Regions from separate parts of the Mus musculus genome. Here region 1 is linked to region 2. Evidence: chromatin contacts called from public HiChIP or PLAC-seq data. All regions are on one chromosome and are shown on one strand. Each heading gives the region's core, a stretch centred on a gene start, on an enhancer-like site or on the middle of the called end of the contact. The rest is flanking DNA. Distances are from core to core; before and after follow the strand shown.

Evidence for each region. HiChIP or PLAC-seq counts read pairs in DNA pulled down with a chosen protein or histone mark.
Region 1: an H3K27ac HiChIP or PLAC-seq map of hepatocytes shows a contact between it and region 2, with 3 times the contacts expected there. The contact joins the enhancer-like site here to the promoter of Mtus1 in region 2. A contact is called at or near these places in 8 of 39 promoter capture datasets (the 3T3-L1 cell line, 3T3-L1-derived adipocytes, cranial neural crest and 3 more), 17 of 484 Hi-C or Micro-C datasets (the AML12 cell line, the N1E-115 cell line, bone marrow-derived macrophages and 11 more), 12 of 115 datasets of contacts at active chromatin or transcription factors (bone marrow-derived macrophages, a colorectal cancer cell line, embryonic fibroblasts and 5 more) and 2 of 9 other capture datasets (adipose tissue and pancreatic islet).

The regions. Positions count from the first base shown.
Region 1 is chr8:41,176,961-41,181,967 of GRCm38.p6, forward strand. No RefSeq gene overlaps it. Among named protein-coding and RNA genes, the nearest start is that of Gm39167, 25 kb to the left of the region's middle. Within about 2 kb of position 3,006, at least 5 of the 459 cell types and tissues checked have an H3K27ac peak or open chromatin away from gene starts, as enhancers often do. A contact at or near this core is called in hepatocytes, where this site is marked.
Region 2 is chr8:41,129,520-41,134,984 of GRCm38.p6, forward strand. Mtus1 (mitochondrial tumor suppressor 1) reads right to left here and starts at 4,207. Exons shown (of 14, transcript NM_001005863.2): 1 at 3,962-4,207.

The DNA.
Region 1 (5,007 bases), core at 1,756-4,255, 46 kb after region 2:
GCAAGTCAGGCCTAAACTTGATATTAAAAAACAAAAACAAAAACAAAAACCCTAGCCTTGGAGTCCACCCCACCACCTCTTCTTGAGTTCTTCCTTCCTCATGTAGCTCACTTCCACCCTGTGACTCAGACACAGAGAGCAGAGAACAGAGAGATGCTTTTTGAACTTCAATTTCAAAAGAACCATGTTTTTAAAAGCTCTTAATCATATCCACCAAATTCCTTTCTTATTGTGAGTTTTCCAAATTATCTTTTTTCCCCTGTTTCTACTGGTCTCTGAGTCAACATGGAACTCTTGTGAATAATTCATTTTAATTTGGCATTGATTCATTCTGCACGATTATTGCCTACATAAAAGCCTTTTTTGCTTTGGACAAAGGGATGATAAAAAGAGGTTGTTTTGTTTTGTTTTTTTGGGGGGCTTTGTATGAGTGAAAAACATAAGGTTATAAGTATTTCAAACCTCAAGCCCTAGAAGAGGGCAAAAGTCAAGGGGGAATCTAGATTGTCCACCAGTGAACCACTGGATAGTGTTTCAAATGTAACTTTATTTTTTAAAAAAAGATTATTTATTTATTTAATGTATGTGAGTACGCTGTAGTTGTCTTCAGACACAACAGAAGAGGGCGTCAGATCACATTGCAGATGCTGGGAATTGAACTCAGGACCTTTGGAAGAGCAGTGAGTGCTCTTAACCACTGAGCCATCTGTCTAGCTCCCCAAATGTAACTTTCTTATAACTAGAACAATAAAAGCCATTTTAAATCTTTTTTTTTAAATGATAAAAAGGCCAGTATTTGCTATTAAGAACCTTCTCCGAGGTCTATGTGGTCCCTAGGAATCTCAATTACTAGATCATCAGAAAGGGACAGGGGAAGCTTTGTAACTAGCTGTCTGTCTGAGATTTCACTTTACAATCCAAGAGCTCTGTGTTCAACATCTCTCAACTAAAAGGAGACACCATAGGTACAACAAAGGGGTAAGTAGGAGAGATGACACAGTTAGCCAGCTTGAAAGGCTCCCAAATTACCTGGTGTCCCAAAGCATTAGGATGTGTGTGGCAAGTCCTGTGGGCTCGCTCCTCTAGGGAAGGAGCCACAGCCAAAACACAGCAGCACACTAGTCCCAACAAAGGGTATCTGTTTAGCATGCTAAAGAAAAAGAAATCACCCCTAAATACAAACAGTCTGTGAAAGGCTGTCTGTCATCTTCCAATGAAATTTAAAAAATAATCAAGTTCTTCTATGATCCACTCCTGGCCCAGGTCCAGTCACTGTGTGACCTCGGAGGAATCTCTTTTGAAGTTTTCTGTATCTGTAAAACCTGGATAATAACACTATTCGTCCCAGGTGGCTGGAAATGTGTGAATTCATTAGTTCAAGCTGGAAAGGTCTTTGATAATGCTAAGTGTTGAATATTACTGTCATAGGTGCAGGTGGAAGCAATGTTATAGAACACTGCTATAATTAGAAAGACCTAGAAACTGGTGCCAAACCCCTCCGAGTTACATTTTGGAAGGGGATCCTCTGTGCCATTTTCTCCCTGGGACTCAGTCAGCTTTTTTGTTATGACTGAATACTTAATTCCCTCTTTTATCTCCCTTGAAAGGTTGGAGCTTGTCTTGGACTTGCCTCTGGTGGAGTGTAGTTTTTTACTGGGTGGATGTGCTTTTCCAGCCAAGGTTTAAAATGAAGAGCCGGCATGCATCAGAACACAGAGTACACGTAGCCTTAGGTTTGCAATGACGGTTAATTGATATGAGTCATGAGAGTATGAAATCCCGGTGCCCAGATGCCAGATATCTCAAAAAAAGCAGATAAGTTCTTGATGTGTAAGATAGAGTAGCTTCTTTCAGAGATAAGGGCTTTGTGTTGTCCCTCAAACAAAACGCAAAAGGTCGTGTGAAACCAAAGTACATAAAAGAGATTAAAAATGGAGCCGTGGTTTAAGAGAGGAGCTGTGATGAAAGGGAGTTTTTCTGATCCCTGAACGGACCCTGATGCATGTGGCCTGAGCCCAAGGCTCCTTGACCACTGTTACCAGATAATCCCTAAAGCGCATTTTGTCATCAAACCATCAAGTATTTTAGATGTCAGTGACATTAAAGACCCAGGCTGCCTCAGGGCTCCTGTCAATAGTGTTTACCCAGACTCGGTTTCATTTTATATGCTCTCTTCCATCCTCTGTCTTCTGACATTTCAAGTCATGGCAAGGGCCACATAGCACGTTGTTACACTATTTCCTCTGTCCGCACCGTCTCCATTGCAGATCCCATCATCACAGCAGTATTTCCGGAGTGCCTACAGGATGCACGTGCCGTGTTACATCATTGCAGCCTCGAAATGCTAAAATGCATAAAAACAAATCTCATTATGTTTTCCAATGAAAACCACTAGGCAGAGACATGTAAAGAAACTCTGTATACTTCCCTCCACCCCAAATATGGCAGACAGCAAACCCAAAACATCCTGACTGTAATCTTGGCTAGCAAATAAACCTGACGCTGCGTGCTGTATTTCTTGGGATAGCTTGTGTGTTTACTTGTCTCCCTGTATCGACGTGTCAGTTCTTCAAGGGCAGGAGCTCTGCTAATGTCTATGACTCATTTCTATAACTTTGCATATGGACTGACACACAGTAGGTGTTTAATGACTGGCATGTGAGCAAAACAGCAGCATGCTTTCGCAAAAGGATGAAACGACTCCCCATATATTTATTCAGAAGAGTAAGATAGTAGATGCATTAGAATGAAGGTCAAATAAAGTTTAATGTGGTGTAAATGTACTGCAATTGCCAGTGGAAAATACTAACCTTTAGCCTTCAGGATGAAGCTATTCCTATGGTCAAAGCTAAATTTCAGTGAGAAAGAGGGCTTTGGAAAGAGAATGCAGCAATTCTGCTTCTGCCAGTTATCTTAGGAAATAATTCAAAAGCAAAATGAACAAACAAAACCTTTGTGTGCAAATGTCACAACACTGTGTACTGCAACAGACTGGAAACAGCCTAAATATTCTGAAAATAGGTTGGTTAAAAACTATGGGACTGGGGGTTGGTGAGTTGGCTCAGCGGTTAAGAGCACTGACTGCTCCTGAGTTCAAATCCCAGCAACCACATGGTGGATCACATCCATCTGTAATGAGATCTGACTCCCTCTTTTGGAGTGTCTGAAGACAGCTACAGCGTACACACATAAAATAAATGAATAAATAAATAAATAAATAAATAAATCTTTAAAGAAAAACAACAACCAAAAAACCCTATGGGATTAAAATTAGCTGATGTTTTTATACTACTTTCAAATTTTTGTGTGAAGACATTTTAACAACATGAGGATGTACTTAGAATACAATATTAAGCAAAGGAAACAAAACAAAACAAAACAAAACAAAACACAGTTCTCATCTACCAAGATTTCTAAGCCGTTGGTAACAAAATAGGAGAAAAACAAGGCCAAGGAATTTATGGTTAATGAGTAGTATTAGTGCGTGTGTGTGTGTGTGTGTGTGTGTGTGTGTGTGTGTGTGTGTGTGTGTGCACTCTCCCTCCCCCTCCCTCTTGTCCATCACTGTCTCCTTCTGATGCTAGATATCAAAGCAGGGTCTTACTTGGAAGCAGGAAAGCACTGAGCTAACCTCCAATCTACTCTTTCCCTATTTCCCCTGAACAGCTCTGCATTAATTTTTTTTTAACTACTGAATTATTTTCTTATCAAATAAAAAAGTAAACAATTTTATGGGAATTTCTTTCAGCTTTATTTCTTATGAGCTCACAAAGAATAAAATTTTATTATGGCATTTTTCAAGCAAACTTGTTTTTGTTTTTTCTCTCCCTACCCCCATAAAAATAAACTTTTTTTTTTAAATAAAACTATTATTTAAGGACAACCATCTGAAGCCATAAAGCAGCTAGATTAAATATTAAGTTGAGGAAACTTCAAAGGTGAAGATTCTGAGCTTGCTTCTTTCATCATTGATTGTTGTTGCAGAAGTATGCTGGGCCACACACAAAACCTTTCTTACAGCAGGGCAGTGGAGGCACACGCCTTTAATCCCAACACTCTGGAGGCAGAGGCAGGTGGGTTTCTGAGTTCAAGGCCAGCCTGGTCTACAGAGCAAATTTTAGGACATCTAGGACTACACAGAGAAAGCCTGTCTCAGAAAAACCAAACCAAACCAAACCAAACTCTTCTTTCATGTGCCAGGAGTTGGGGCAATGTATGTATTCAAACAAAAGTATATGTTATATCTGTGTGGCCCTTGCTTTGTCTTACAGTGGTCTGTCCTAATATTGACTATGGTAAGTTTAGATGGCGAGATAGGTATGTGGGCTCATGAACATATTATCAACATATCTTATTGCTTACATTTTTATTTTGTTGTTGAAGTTAGACTCTACATATCTTATCCCACACATTTTTACTAAGTCTTACCCAGTTCTTACAAGGTTTTCAAGACTGTCTCACTGTCCATACCTGACACAGAAGAAAATAATGATTTGAGGGCTGCAGAAATGGCTCAGTGGTTTTAAGAGATTGCTGCTCCTCTAAAGGATATGAGTTCAGATTCTCACTCCTATACCACATGCTCCACAACTGCCCACAACTCCAGCTCCGAGGGTTCCATGCCTGCTTCTGGATTGCAAAGACCTACACAACGGTGGTAGGTATACACACATGGAGAAACACCCACACACACGTGAATACAAATAAAAGTGCACATTCAAAATGAAAAGGAGTAAACTAGGGTTCAGAAATGTGATCCTTCCTAGTTCAGGTCTTCCACAGGTAAGAATTATTTGTCCTGATAGAGTTAGACAATTTATCTTCTTTAAAAAATAAGGATGCAACAAAATAACGTTTAAAAATGTTCAAGAATACCAAGCCTGGTGGCACATGGCTGTCACCTTAGTACTGATGAGGTAGAGGCAGGAAGACAGAACAAGAGCCTGTCTCTAAACAAACAAACAAAAAGGAAAGCAAATAAACAAACAAAAATAATAGAAACTCAAA
Region 2 (5,465 bases), core at 2,957-5,456:
GTTGTTTTGATTGTATAGCACCTAAGTTTCTCAGACTTTGTTGTTTTGATTGTATAGCACCTACATTTCTTGGCTAAGCACAAGATTTCAGGCACCTGGCTTTAATCTCAGCAGGGTGGAGGCAGAATCTGTCAGTTCTCTGTGAGGTGAAGGCCAAACTTGGTCAAGAGATTTCAAGAAAGTCCAAATCAACTAACATTTGCTGGCCATCTGAAACTCTAACCATTTGAGCTGTTACAGAGAAATCTTTAAAGGTATGTTCTCTGAACAGTCCCACCAGATGTGAAAGTTGCAGCTCTCTGTAGACTTTGACAATTTACTTTTTGAGACAAAGACTCATGTAAACCCAGCTAGCCACACTTTAGGCTGTAGCCAACACTGGTCTTGATCTTACTGCATCTACCTCCCCAGTGCTACAACTGCAGGCATACATCCTGAGACCTGGCTATGTAGTCATGCTCTAACCAACCACACATGGTCCATTGCCACACAGCTACTGGATAAGGAGGAGAATGCTGTCTCTTTCCAAGCCAATGGCTACTACTTGATTTTGGATCATACACACAATGTTACCTCTTTGGATACCATAAAAATGCTAGGTAAGGGGCTAGAGAGAAGAGTCTGTGGTTAACAGTGGTTCTTACAGAGGACCTTGGCTCAGCTTCCAATAACGACATGCTGGCTCACAACCACATGTAAGTCCAGTTCCAGGGGATGTGACACCCTGTTCTGACCTCCATGAACATCAGACATGCATGTGGTACATATTCAAGCTAAACATTCATACACATAAAACAAATTCCAAACAATGTGATGCCAATTGAAAAGTTTCTTCAAAGACATCTCTGAACTTTTGAGTTGTTGGCTCTATTGGTAGCAAAGAACACATTAAAATATTCATCAATGAATTCAAAAGCTCACAGACGACACAGCCATGCTGATAAGATAGCCAATGAATTAAAAAGGTTTCCCCCAGAATACTAGGAAACACAGATCTGTGGAGTGTTGTCACTGAAAAGATACAAACATGGAATCATCTGATAGAGGTTTAAAGCACTACAAACACCTAGATTCAAGATTGTCTTGATCATTTTCTCAGCTTTAGGGTAGGGCAAGGCAAGACATGATAAGCTTATGGACACATTCTATGGATGGGTTCAACTCAAGCTTTTAGAGTGATTGCAGGGCTTTCTGGACAGAAAGAGATATGAAAAAAATGTCCTAAAGATTAAATAGATGGTTTCAAGATTCCTCAGGTCCCAAAGAATCAGGAAAACCCTCACCCAACATTTATATACAGTTTCCCTAAGTGTTCTGATCTGATTGAGTGCAGGTGCATACAAAGGGCCCAAAGAGGACACTAGTTCCCTAGGGAGCTGGAGTTACAGGCAATCTGTAAGCTTCCTGATGTGGGGGCTGGAAACTAAACCCAGATCTTCTGGAAGAAGCAGACTGTGCCATTTCTCCAAGCCCTAAGACCGTCCTAATGACATATACCATTCTCCACAATTTGTCATTAACATGTGCAAAAGGAAAAAAAAATTGCACAACAGCAGCTACTGCAGAACATAGAAGTTGTAGTCATAGTTCCAGAAGTGACAGCCATATGTGGTTCCTAAACTGTGACTCAGAACTACTAAACATCCATTTTGGGAAAAACCAACATGTTTGACAACACTGAAGTACACTTCTGGAAGTCAACACATCTATAAATGTGTTTACAGGGCAAACACAAATTGAGAAAAATATTTGCAGTATGAACAGATGTATGCCAACCCAACGGCCTGGAGGAGGTTTTTATAAGTAGAAAAATGCCAATATCCCAAGAGGAAAATGTGATGCTACACTGAAATAAAAGGAAAACTATCCCGATGTAGTAGCACATGCCTTTAATCCCAGCACTTGGGAGGCAGAGGCAAGCAGATCTCTGAGTTCAAGGCCAGCCTGGTTTACAGGACAAATTTGAAGATAGTCAAGGCTACACAAAGAAACCCTGTCTCAAAATGAAAAGAAAACAAGAAAAGGAACTAGAAACCCATGTGGGGTACTTGATAACATTTGCAATCCTAGAAATGGAAACATAAATACCAAGATTGCACTCTTCACCTATAAAGCTGGCAATACTACTTCCTTTTAAGGGTGTTAGAAAGACGGTAACACAAGAGCCAGTTCTGGTCTGCTTAGTTTGACTAAGGCGTTTTGGAGACCAAAGTTCAATATTTTTAAAAGAAACTTTTGCACCACTAATTGTGATTTCCAAGGACTTTATCCTAAGGAAACCTACCTTGCAGACAAAATTTTAAAAGCGATTAAGGGTTGCAATAGCATATTTAATTACAGTAACTGAAAATGAAAAGATCAGCTTGTAAAACAAGGTTAAGTAAATCGACACGTGTATAGAATATAATGTGTAACACTTATTAAGATTTTGAAGGCTTTATATAATGGGGGAATTTTCATTATAGTTTACAAAGGGGAGAAAAAGAGAAATGGTGGGATTGACTCTTATTTTCCTGAATGTATCAAACTGTATACATCAGCGGTCCATTCCGGTTGAAATCAGAGCTCTCAGGGTTACTAATCAACATGCTTCTTAAAAGCTTAATTCTTGTAACTCTAGTTTCCAAAAAGTCTACAAGAAATTTATCCAGAATTTCACAATCCTAGCTAAACCCTACAAAAATTATCCTTGAATTCCTAACGGTTAATTAAAAGGTACAGACCTCTCCCAAACACAATTTGTTTCCCACATAAATCTAGTTTTTAAAAGGAACAGGTGAGGGGCTGGGGCAGCTATCAATGATAATCCAGGTGTTTGGTATATACAAAACTCTTCGCTCCATCCATTGAACAAGGGGGTGGGTCACGGGGGGGGGGGGCCGGGGCAGTGGAGAGAGGGTTCAGGTGAAGATCGATACAACATTTTAAAAGTATTTTAAACTAAATTCTATGCCTTTTTTAAAAAAACAGGGCAGGAACAGGTTTTCTTGCATAACTTTTCTTATCGATACAGTTCTTGAGAAATAAATCTGTAAACAAGAAGTTTAAACACACCCACACAACAGAGTACAGATTGCCCTAAAGGGATTGCTGGAGAGAACGGGGATGAACTATTTAAACTGATAACCTATTTGTAAAACATTCCTTACAGAGGTCATATGTTTAGCGGGGGCCCGACCCCACCTCTTTTTTGCCCTCCCACAAGTTGTCTCCGGATCCCCGGAATCCACTCCCACCCCCACCGCGCTGTGATTTGATACCTTGATTGAACTCCAATCACCTGGCAGAACATGAAAGCTCGCTTTCCTCCTGTTTTGCCTAAGACTCTGGTTTTAAGACAAACAAAATACACTGGATTTCCTCTGGTAGAACACAAGACAATTTAAAAGTAGCATTTTGCAGAGTGAGTGCCAGTATGCAAGCTATGTTTACAATTCAATGTGTCACTTTTACAAGTGAAAAGTGAACAGATCACCCTAGTTGGGGGGGGGGGCGCAAAGACTTCGCGGAAATTCGAGCTAAGTCCTCTATTGAGTAATCAATACGGCGACCCTCAACGTGGGCTTTCCCTTAGAGTTTGTAAGAACCCGCAGGCTGCAGGGAGTAAAACCCGCATGAGGACCTGGGGAACTGCACTAATTCCCTTTCTCCCATATTTTCTGCCCTGACTGCTTAGTGGGAATGGACCCCGGCAAGTCGCCCAGCCGGAAGCCTGAGGCTGCCAGGTCCAGAGCCAGAATCCAGCGCTTGGTGGGCGGCTTTCCACCGAGGATGCAAACTTGACAGTTGTCCTTTATCCACAATAAACCCACCGCCTCGGTCACTTTCAAGGTGACAGCAACTGCAGCCCGCTGTCCTGCAGGAGCCCCGCGGGTCCCACGTGAGCTCAGCCTCCCCACTCCTCCTACTTTGAAACCCACTAGGACACCCGCCCCCCTCCCCGGAAAGCCAGTCCGGTCACCGTGAGTGCGTTGCAGTCGCCGCTCCCCAGCTCCTCGTTCTCCGGAGGTCCCCACCGCGGCCGGGATGGGCGACGGAATGGGATCCACTCCGCGCTTGCCCGCAGAGCCGGGGAGCCAGCCCTGGGGGGAGCCACGGCGTTCTGCACCCTCGGCGGGTCCTGCCTTGGAGACGTCTGTACCTGGGGCTTGCAGATCGACCCCAACCCGCACCAGCACCCTGGCGGCCAGGCGGGAACCGGGAACCCGGAGCCCGGGCGTCCCAGCCTCCCCGCCCCGGGCCGCCAGGGGGAGGAGCGAAGGCGGAGGATCCTGGGCTGGGTGGCCTCGCCCCTCGCCCGCGGCGGCTCCTAGAGCCCAGACAAAGGCCAGGTTGCGGGGGGGAGAGGGGGGCAGAAGGGGCAGTGCCCCCCAAAAAAACTAACCTGAGAGACGAGCAGGGGTTCCTTGAGGCACGATGACTCCCGCGGAGCTCCACTACGGTCGCCAGCCGGGTCGGGCTCCCTGGCTAAACGTCAACATAAGCCACAAGCCCCGGGCGTACGTCCTGGATCGCGCTGCACCTGTTGCCACGTGTGTCGCAAAGCCACCGCTGCTGACTGCGCGCTTGGCTGGCTGTCCCGCGCGACCCCAAACCATTCACGTCCTGGTGGGAAAGCTAAGCTCTGCCAAGCCCAACTTTGGGGCCCCAGGACCGTCGGACAGGCTAGCTAGCCAGAGGGAGGATTGGCTCCTCCTGGGTCCCCTCGCAGCCAGAATTCCCTGTCCCGCGAAGGGCTTTGGAGTTGGGAGGTGGGGAAGTTGCAGGCTTATCAGCGTAAGGGTTTATAAGGAAGCAGCACTGATTGTTCTCGGAGAGTCCCACCTGCGCCCTATATTGTCTTCAGACTTCCGAGCAGATTACTAGCGAGCACCTATTAAAGATTAAAGAAACCAGCACTCCGACTGTTAGAAGTTCAGATGGGGGTGGGGTTGGGGTAGTGGGAGAAGCTAGGAAGAGAAGCTAGGTCTGGCCACTTGAAAGCCAAAGTCCTTGTTCTTGAATCAAACTGAGGAAATTTCAGCCTCCACTAAGCATATTTTAATATAAGGTTTTTTCCCTAAAGATTGATAGCCTGCTTGTAACAGATAAAAACATTCCTGAACATGTCAGACAACCCAGAACTCTAAGTTTAATGTATGCATGTGTGTATACATATATAAAACTACGTGGCCTGGGATTGCTGAAAAAGCATTTTCAGTACATTTCTTGGAGCGCAGAGGCGGGGGACGGGGGTGGGGGTGAGGGAGCAGAAGCAGCATTTCAGAGGTTGCCTATACCACGAATGCTGGATGATCTAATAGCTTTGCTGTTTATAGCTTTAAGTGCTTTCACGTGAACAATGATCCATTCTTCGCTCACAAGTAGACCCTGCTGTAAATAGGTTAGATTATTATCTCTATTATTTGAGTGAGGCAACCGAAGCTCAGAAAAGCCAAGTGACTTGCACATGGTCACACTGTGAG